Regions from separate parts of the Mus musculus genome. Here region 1 is linked to region 2. The links are chromatin contacts, called in public Hi-C maps. All regions are on one chromosome and are shown on one strand. The core of a region is the stretch at or near the end of the contact, and the rest is flanking DNA. Distances in the headings are between cores, read along the strand shown. Region 1 has its middle 150 kb from the start of Gm39451. Region 2 overlaps Rbms3 (RNA binding motif, single stranded interacting protein).

Evidence for each region. Hi-C and Micro-C count contacts between places; a contact is called where the count stands out from the background.
Region 1: a contact with region 2 is called in a Hi-C map of the N1E-115 cell line, with 3 times the contacts expected there. The contact joins two enhancer-like sites. A contact is called at or near these places in 1 of 484 Hi-C or Micro-C datasets (the N1E-115 cell line) and 1 of 115 datasets of contacts at active chromatin or transcription factors (double positive thymocytes).

Annotation. Positions count from the first base shown.
Region 1 is chr9:117,465,417-117,470,184 of GRCm38.p6, forward strand. It overlaps a transcript of Rbms3 not described here. Among named protein-coding and RNA genes, the nearest start is that of Gm39451, 150 kb to the left of the region's middle. Within about 2 kb of position 2,210, at least 2 of the 459 cell types and tissues checked have an H3K27ac peak or open chromatin away from gene starts, as enhancers often do. A contact at or near this core is called in the N1E-115 cell line, where this site is marked.
Region 2 is chr9:116,907,769-116,913,126 of GRCm38.p6, forward strand. All of the region lies in intron 4 of Rbms3 (RNA binding motif, single stranded interacting protein), which reads right to left. Among named protein-coding and RNA genes, the nearest start is that of Gm39452, 280 kb to the right of the region's middle. Within about 2 kb of position 1,898, at least 18 of the 459 cell types and tissues checked have an H3K27ac peak or open chromatin away from gene starts, as enhancers often do. A contact at or near this core is called in the N1E-115 cell line, where this site is marked.

The DNA of each region.
Region 1 (4,768 bases), core at 960-3,459, 560 kb after region 2:
ACTCTACTTCATCTCCCAGCCATCCATGCATGGGACCAACTCCTTTAAAGATCAGTTTCTTTTCAATATTGTCTCCCCTAAAACTTGAGGTTCTTCACTCAAACTTCTGCAATTTTTAAGTTGTCTGTTGTTTGTTGTTGTTTGTTTTTCCTGGCTGCTCTATGTTTTGTTTTGCTTTGCTGTGGAGTTCTGTTTATGATTGGTCAGTGCTTTCAAACATGACTTTAAGGATATGTTCAAGATTTCTATGATGTTTAATAAGTAGATCCAGAGTCTGGCTTTTAGGATACACACTTAGAGTCCTGGCACTTGGGAAGGGGTGCAGAGACAGAAGGATTAAGAATTTGAGGTCAGCTGAGGCATAGCAAGATGGAGTTTAGTGGGAGATACATGAGACATCTCAAACTAAACCAAGCCAGAGAAGGAACTGATTCAAATTAACTGCTTAGTGTCAAAACCCATCCCTTATCTCTTATTTTCCTTCTAGACTTAAAAAGAAATAGCTCCCAAGTTACTTTAAAGATCTTTAGACTATCATGGAGAGGGCTTCTTCACTGTATTGTGAAGCTTGAAAAACAGGTGACACTCTTGTTTGCAGAAGCCAGCTCAATGTGATCTCCTGCTAATACAGAGTCAGACCAGATGCTCAAGCTGTGTCCTTGCAAACTCTGGTCCTCTGAGAGCTTTTCAGAATCAATCTCTCTCTCTCTCTCTCTCTCTCTCTCTCTCTCTCTCTCTCTCTCTCTCTCTCTCTCTCTCTCTCCCTCCCTCCCTCTCTCTCCCCTCCCTCACTCCCTCCTTCCTTCCCCCTCTCTCCTTCTCTCCATCCTTCTCTCCCTCCTCCTTTCTCTCCCTCCCTCCTTTCTCTCCTCCTTTCTCTTCCTCCCTCCCCTCTCTCTCTCCCTCTTTATCTCTCTCCCTCCCTCCCCCTCTCTCTCTGTTCCTCTTTCTCCCTCTCCCTCTCCCTCTTTGTCCCCCCCCTCTGTGTGTTTTGTGTGTGTTGTGCGTGTTGTGCATTGTGGTGTGTGTGTGAGTGTATGTGTGTGGTGTGTGTATGTGTGGTGTGTGTATGTCTGTGTAGTGTGTATGTGTTTTGAGTGTGTGTTGTGTGTGTGTTGTGCATGTGCCTGCGTGCGTGTGTGTGTGTGTGTGTGGTGTGTGTATATGTGTTGTGCATGTGTGTTATGTGTATGTGTTTTGAGTGTGTGTTGTGTGTGTGTTGTGTGTGTGTTGTGCATGTGTGTGTGTGTGTGTGTGTGTGTGTGTGTGTGTGGTGTGTGTATGTGTGTTGTGCATGTGTGTTGTGTGTATGTCTGTGTAGTGTGCATGTGTTTTGAGTGTGTGTTGTGCATGTGTTGTGCATGTGCGTGTGTGTGTTGTGTGTATGTGGTGTGTGTGTGTGGTGTGTGTATGTGGTGTGTATGTGTTGCGTGTGTGTTGTGTGTGTGTTGTGTGTGTGTTGTGTGTGTTGTGCATGTGCGTGTGTGTGTGTGTGTTGTGTGTATGTGGTGTGTGTGTGTGCGTGTGCGCGCGTGCAAAAGCAGAGGATCAGCTCCACGTGCCGATCCACAGGCATCAGCTAGAATTTTCTCTCCTGAGACTTGGTCCCTCACAGGCCTGAAACTTGACAATTAGACTCCATTCTGGTGCACCAGGGACTTCAGACATCAACCTCTGTTCACCTCACTGTGCTAGGACTACAAGCATGTGCCACCATGCCTAGCTTTTTGATGATATGGATTCTGGGGGTTGAACTCAGGTCCTGGTTTCATGTGACAAGCATTTTATCCACTGACCTAACTCCCCAGCCCTGAGCAGTTTGTTACCTGGTCTTACAAAAATGCTTTGAGTGTTAATTATATTTCTTGCCTTAAAACAGAATGATGTAAACGTATCTTTACTTGCAGTCACTTCTAAAAAGGTAAATCAACAGGATGGTTTTTTTTTGTTTTTGTTTTTGAAGTGTTATCTCCTGTCTTAGTGAGGGTTTCTATCGCTGTGATAAAACCCCCAGGTCAATGGGGGAGGAGAGGGGTTGCTGCATCTTACAGCTCTCAGGCCACACATTCATCACTTTGGGAAGCCTGGCAGGATGTGAAGCAGAGGCCATGGGGAACACAATGCTCACTGGTTTGCTCTATGTGGCTTGCTCAGCTTGCTTCTATTTTTCTTTTTTGCCATCCAGGATCACCTGCCCAGAGGTGGCACCACCTGCAGTAGACTGGGCCATCCCATGTCAATCATTAACTAAGAAAATGCACCACAGACTTGCTCATAGGCCAGTATTATGGAGGGACTTTTTTCTCAATGGAGTCTCTCTTCCCAGATAACTCTAGCCTGCTTCAAGCTGACACAGAGCCAACCATCACGTCTACTGACGAACATCTCTTTGTTTCCACCTCCAATCTTTGTAACATACTGAAATTTACATTTCCAAGTTTCCTAGTCTACAGCAGAATCAAAACCCCAAATCCTCAGCACAAGGTTAAACTGCTCTGCTTGCTAGTGATGCCCATTGCTCTCTCAACCAACCCCACTAACCCTGAAAGCTGTGATGTGACGTGTAATAAAACTTACAAAATCACATGCAGACATGCACACTCACAGGCATTTGTGCGACTCCTAATGGTGGCAATAAATCAACTCAGAACCATAAAAAAAAATGTAATTAAACCCAAAGAATTGTCCTGACTGGATGCTGCTTTCTTCTTAATATAACTCTAACATGATTCTGTATGCATATCTAATTAGATCTACATCTGATGACCTATGGTCTTAGCTTGATGTCTGCATTACAAATAGCCTGACATTTGATTAGTTTGTGTGATTAAATTATATAGCTGCCTGGATGGTTGCAAAATGATGAAAACTGTTTTCTACCTCCGGTTTCTTCTGGCACTAGTTAATTATTTCTGCCTACATTCTCGGCCATGTGAACAGACACAAGCATATCTTTTTACATTAAAATGCACAGTTATCCAACATCACAATGGGAACTATATTGATGAATCCATACTACGAGAAAAGGAAGGCATGATACAGGGCTTGAACCATTGTAAAAACTTGAAGCTGAGGATGGAGAGAGGGCCAAGTAGCTACCAGTGCTTGCTTCTATTGTGAACGACCAGAGTTCAAGTCCCAGCACTTTTATCAGATGGCTTAAAACCTCCAGTTGCAGGGGATCTGGTGCCCTCTTCTGGTCTGTTCAGGAATGTGCACTCATGTGCATGAATACACACAAATACACATTTAAAACAACAATAATAAATAAAAGAATAAACAAGAGCTCGAAGCCCAAATCCAAACTAGAGAAGCTCTGAGGAAAGAGGCGTCCTATAATTCATTCTCTTTTCTTGTCACAGGTGTTGATGAACCTTGCTGTGGTTCATCTTGTAAGAAGGATGGATTTATGTAAGGCCTAGAACAAATTTTGTCTGTTACTACGAGAGCATCCTTATTTCTCAGTTTCATGCATCCCAAGCCAGACATGGAGTCTTCCCTTGTCGTCCCAGATCTGCAACATCTTTGTTCTCCAAGCCCTGGTACAAGTGTCAGTGGGAGTTAGTTGTTCCTGATCTCTGTAAATGTGGGCTTCAGTTCCAAGCAATCAGTGAAGAAGTGCAAGAGGTGGGGAAGGAATCTCCACCGGAACAACCCAACTGAATTCAGCAGATAACAATTACAAACTGTCTATGAAGATATTCATATGCTAATGGAGGATGTCCTTTGAAACCAAGAGGCATGGGACAGTAGGGTCTCACTGATCTTTATCCCATCTGAAGGACATGGCAGGAAAGTGTGCACCAGCCCTTAATTACTCAGACAGCAGTAAGCAACTGATGGGCAGAACTGAAACCCATATTGAATCCTCAGATTCAATTGTTCTGCCAAATTCCTCCATAACAGATTACAAGGAAAATGATTGGTTGTTGTATGAATCCCATACACACTGAGCTATGAGTATAAAAAGAAAGGTGGCAAGATTATAAACACGGCTTTGTTTCAGCATGACTGGCCACATGACTGGTCAGTAAGATTTGATGAGTTATGTTTAAGATAGTAAGTGACTTGGTGTCTACAAGGCAGAAGTAGGTAAGAAAATGCCACGAGAAAGCCTGCTTGTTAACACATTTAAAATAGAAAAGAGGATAAGTTCAAAATGAAGACAGGAGCGGGAAACCCAAACTGTATAGCAGATCAACCAGTTTTTCTTTATTCTTGATTTGTTCAAAGGATGATATGATTCTTGAAATAATCACTATGTGAAGACAATGTACATGAGAAATGTCAAAGCCAACCAATGAACTGTTCCTATAAAGACTTGGGTGTGACTGGGCATATAGCTGCATGCAATTATGCCATGGGTATAGCATCAAAGAAACATCACGTGCAGGAAGGGATGCAGGCTGCCGCGGCCCCCACCTTGATCTCCCTCCACACCATCCACACACCTCTCCCATGTTTCTAATTCATGGCCAGCCCTAACCAATTCTTCACCTCCATCCTTATTCCATAAATGTTATTCTGCATAGAACACAGCAGTGCATAACCTGTTGAGTCTGAGTACTGTTAGATATTTCATAGAAATGGGACCAGTGTATTTATCTTTTCATGACTGGTTTATCACCTAGCACAACATATCGGTGACTTCTCTTGTTGCTGTGACAAAATACACAACAAAATTGACTTAAGGAAGGGAGGTTAGCTGTGACTCACAGTCCAAGGGTGCCATCTATCATGGTGGTGAAGCAGAGTCTGAGCTTGAGGC
Region 2 (5,358 bases), core at 648-3,147:
ACAGAGAGAGAGAGACAGAGACAGAGACAGACAGACAGAGAGACAGACAGAGAGACAGAGAGAGACAGAGACAGAGAGACAGAGACAGAGAGACAGAGACACAGAGACAGACAGAGAGACAGATAGACAAAGCTTTCCAATGCAAGGCTTCCTTCCATTTATTATCATACAGGATCAGCAGCCACCTCAGCGGCGGGTATACAAAGCTACATGGTTTCTGATCACAGGCTGCCAGGAGGTACAGGCAGAGAGCCTGTCACTGTCTGCAAGCTCAAGCCATGAAGGCAGTTATTGTTCTGAACAGGTGAGAGCAGAGGCTTTTTAAAGCTTCAGAAGATTTTCAAGACATGTCAGTTCTAGAGGGTGAGATCTGTATCTGTCAAACACTCTCTTTTCAGTTCTCCCTCTCCCGGGAAGGTGATTCTACAGAGGGATCTGTGGCTTCTAAAATTTAGGACTCATTGCTTCTGCTGTTCCAGATGTCTAAGGGGTCCTGGCTGGTTCTTCCCTCCCCTGGGCAAGGTGCCTGCCTTGAGGTCAACAGATGCTACCACAGAACACTCATCCACTGAAGAAACAGTAAGGGACAAGGGGGTGCAGCTCAGTGCACAGTGAGCCTGCTTGATCATGGGAGAAGCCCTGGGATCAACCTCCCAGCAAGGAAAAGGAAGAAAATAAGTAATAAAATATCTTCAACCCGCTCAAATGTTCACGTCATACAGAAGAGGAAAAGGAAAGGAGACAGGATTGTTTGAAGTCGGTGGAATAAAGGGCTAGAGAGATGGCTCAGCAGTTGAGCACTGACTGTTCTTTCAGAAGACCAGTATTGCATCCTAGCGAGCATGTGGCGGCTTATGACCCTTGCCAGTTCCACATGGTCCGATGTCTTCTTCTGGCATCCACAGGCACTGCACATACATGATTCACAGACATGCATTCAGGCAAACCACCCATACATGTTAAACCAAATAATAAACAATTTTTTTTAAAAAATAAACTCAATGGGACAGAGTTAAATCTGGGCTGTCTGGTTTGTTTTCGTGTGTCACCAAGTATTTCACCTCAAACATTTGTCCATCCTGGTGCTAACTCTATGGGAAACGAACTCAGCTGACAAATAAGATCCAAAATCATGCGGCAAAGTGTCCCCAAGTATGTAGAATAAGTAACATTGGAGTGTTTCTAAAATATACATTATTTCTAAAACTTTCACCATGAATATTTTCATTTCTATGTCTGGGATAGTACCAAAGAATCCTCATTTCTGTAAGAAGTGCTTACAAATGATCTCTCTTGAGCAAGCCCACAGGTTTTCCCTTAGATGCAAAGGTCATCACCAATCTTCCAGAAACAGAGACATTCAACTAGATTCTGGGGCATTTTGTGCTGAAACCCATTAAATCATTTGGGAATCCAGCCACGTTTCACCACGAAGCCATGTCCAAGGCTCCTTCCAGGGCCCTTCTGACTACGTCTGTGACTTTGTCACTGGACTGGGAAAAGCACACATTTGCAGGACCTCACACTACAGGACAAGAAAACATTTCCCCTTGTGGAGGAGATTGTCCTGACACATGTTTTCAGCACATTCAGAAATCTGAAGGCCAGATGTATAACACATTTTAATTAATATGCATCACACACACACACACACACACACACACACACACACACACACGGCTTAAGATCGCTCAGACTTAGCAATACCTGCATAATAACATTGTTCCCATCTTCCCATTGTACTTCAAGTGAGGGAGCAACTCTGACAAAGCTAGAGACATCCCGAAGTCTGTTGGCTTGTCTCTTCTTTGCAGATTTTTGCAGATGTCAGAATGCCTCACAAATCATCCCTTTGAAAGGGAACTGAATACCTCAGCACTGAGGCTATCTTCTTCCGTACTTCCAGGATGAGGCAAGAATTTGGAATGATCCTCCCAGTAGTGACCAGGAGACACCCATCAACAGCTCTGGAGATGTGCTGATAGCTGAAGATGGTGACTCAGAAGTCACCTGCAACGTTGTGACTGTGAAGGGAAAGCTTTGAAGGCCACACGATCCTGGGAGATTCAAATGTAATTCTTAGGATAATACTGGAGCCTTGAAAGTTCTGAGTTGCAGCCTTAGTAGGCTAATGATTTTAAATACATATCTATCTGCTAGTAATGTTAGGTTCATAATCTATTGTTGACTTGGGTTTAATTTTAATGCTTGTCTTTTCTCAGAAGTATCATATGCCTCATTATCCTGTCCTGGCATGCTTTCAGAGACAGCTATGACATGCGAGGAAATTACTGGAACGAATTTCTATCAGGTTGTTTTTTTTTTTTTTTTCCCTTTCTTAGTCATACTGAATTTGTGTTGAAGGCTCCACAATCTTTTTGTTTGGTAGAAATGGGAGTGTGTGGCTATATTTTCTTGTGTAATTGCCAAGTTGCACCCCACGCTTACATGCCCTTTGCCCTGTGTTAAGCTAGAATACAGTTATTTTTAAGTGCTAGATGGCTTAGCTGTTAAAGTGTACAAAGACCTGAAGTCAACTGCTAGAACTCATGTGAAAAATACCCAAACATGTTCTTGCGAGCCTAGTACTGGGGAGGCAGAAAAAGGCAAATCCTGGGGCTCTGTGATGATCAAGCATGACCTACGGGACAAGGTCCAGGTCATTGAGAAATCCTGCGTTGGAAACAAATGATGATGACTGAGGAAAAGTACCCACAGTTGCCTTCTGCCCTCCAACACACATGCATACATGTGCACATGCACACACACACACACAATACATGTACACATGCACACATACCCCCACATAATACATGTGCATATGCACACATACTCCTACATAGTACATGTGCACATGCACACACACATACATAAGATGTGTGCACATGCACACACACACACACACACACATACATAAGAAGAAATACACTTTCAAAAACAATTATTTGTCCAAATAGGATAAATGGTCTCAAAAAGATTTTTTTTTGTTTCTTTCCCCAGTGACAAAGAAAAGGGAGAGGAGGTCTAAATACCATCTGCATCCCAGGGTGTTTTTAAAGCTTCCAGGACTAAGTGTTTCTAGGCAACCTTTTTTATTGCCCTTTAAGCTATTTCTCCCACTTTATGAAGAGAGATAGTCTATTCCAATGCCCATGTTATTATGGGTACTAAATTCTTTATAAATTCAGTCTGATAGTAAATATCCCATAATGAGGGAACGAGGGACTTGGGGAGATAATACTGAATGTAGAGTGTTTAGTCTCCCATCCGTCATGCTGTCTGCTCTACAGGAGGACTGCTTCTTGGATCTTCCTCTGGAACAGCTTGAGATGCTTGTTAAAGAGTCAGAAAGAGACTGGAGAAATGGCTCAGAAGTTCAGAGCACTGGGTGGCCTTGCAGAGGACCAGGGTTTGATTCTCAGCACCGGCATGGCAGTTTATAACTACCTGTAACTCCAGTTCCAGGAGATAGGACATTTTCTCCTGGTCTCTGTGTATACTGCATGCACATGATACACATGTACACGTGCAGATACGCATACAACATGCACAAAAAACTAAATGAGTAAACCTTTTTATAATAATAATAATAATTAATAATAATAATAATAATAATAATAAAAGTATAGATTTGCGAACAGGGGATGTAGCTCGGTGGCAATGTGTTTGCCCAGCTTATACAAGGAGTTAGACAGGAGACAACAAAAGGAAACCACATCTCTATTTCATAGCTTTGTCTCCTGATAGGGGAATGACACTCTGTGTTAAATGTCCTTGAAGCTCACAATAAGTTGTTGCTAGCTAAAAAAACAAACTATGCATCTTGGGATTTCCCCAGTGCCTTCACAAATGGTGCACCTCTTCAAAAGACTTCACTGTCATTATCATTTGTATTGTGGTTTTGACAGTTTGTGAGATTTTGTAGGGATCACCCTGATCAGGGAGGGAAAGGCTCACTTCGCCCCATTAATATACCATCCATTAAAAATGTGTTTATAAATCCATAATTCTGCCCACACTATATTGCTAACCCCTTCTTCAACAGAGTCCACTCCAATCTTTCTTCTGAGTGTTTATTTTGCCAAATAAACTCCTGCTTAAACTGTCTTTGTTTCTTGACTGAATTCTTTTCTTCACAAAGACAAGGACTAGACCCAGGAGAACTCCTTACCCAGCAGCTGCCAAAATCTGCAATACAGCAAAGCATGCAGACACATGAACAGATGCACATAAAAACCTGTGCCTCATGCAGGCAACTGTCTTCAAGGCAGGAAAATCATAAAACATAAGCTTTTGAAAAGAATGCATCTCTTGGCAAAGGGGGCATTTAAAAACACTTTTTAAAAAACTACCACTAAGTTTCAAGGGGTATTGGAGTTCTGGAAAGCTTGCTTTTTGAAAAGGGAATAATGAGGCAGAATCCTTTAATTCCATCTGAATCATTAGGTGCCTGGTGCCAAGTTCCATCAAGGGTGCAATGCTAGAGGAAAGACAGTTGGATTTCGCTGGGCCGTCCCTTCTTTGGAGATCTCTGCAGACTTCAAATGTTTCTGAGGCATTCAGATGAAAGGGAATGGAACACTCCAGGATGGGGAGTGTTGGTGGGAGGGCAGAGCACACCCCTCAGGCTTTCAGAGATTTTCCTTCCCCTGGAGAGGAAACCCAGCCAGCCAAAAGCACAGCTTCCTCCTGCAGCCTCATCTGCACAGGCACCAACAGGAAACACCGACCCTGGGGATATCAATCAGCCATCTCTTCTGACTAGTACATTCAGTAGAAATAAACCCACAAATGAATGAGAGGAGAGAGAGAGAGAGAGAGAGAGAGGCATCAGCCTAGTTAGGAGCCTCTCAGCCACTGATAACCTGAGAACAAGTTAGCAACAGGACCTTCTGCTGCCTGGAAATGACCCAGTTTGCATAACACTGGAGAAGAGCGAGCGGCTGTTCACTTCTGTAGTGAAGCAGCTCTTCTTCAGCTGTTTTATTTTTCTCTTTCTTCTTTCTTTTTAGTCAGATCATCCATTAAAGAAAACAAAACACATTTAAGACAGAATTTCCTGTATCTATTTGGAACATCACACCCCATGTCAGAAAGGCCAGGGTATGCAACTGAGTTTTCATCTGTTGTGTGATGTCCTGCTGTGGGAATATAGGGACCCCAGAGGTGGTGCTTAAATCCCAAGTACTTCTAACACTGCCCTTCAGACAAAAGAGCTTTGCTTCTAATATGCAACCTGCTTCTAAAAGCCTATTAAGTGTTCTAAATTTTATTTCTAAGGGGAAAATGATTGGACAGTTTCTAACCCAAAAGCCAAAACAAGAAGCAAGGAAATCATAATGAAATTCAAATCCCGTC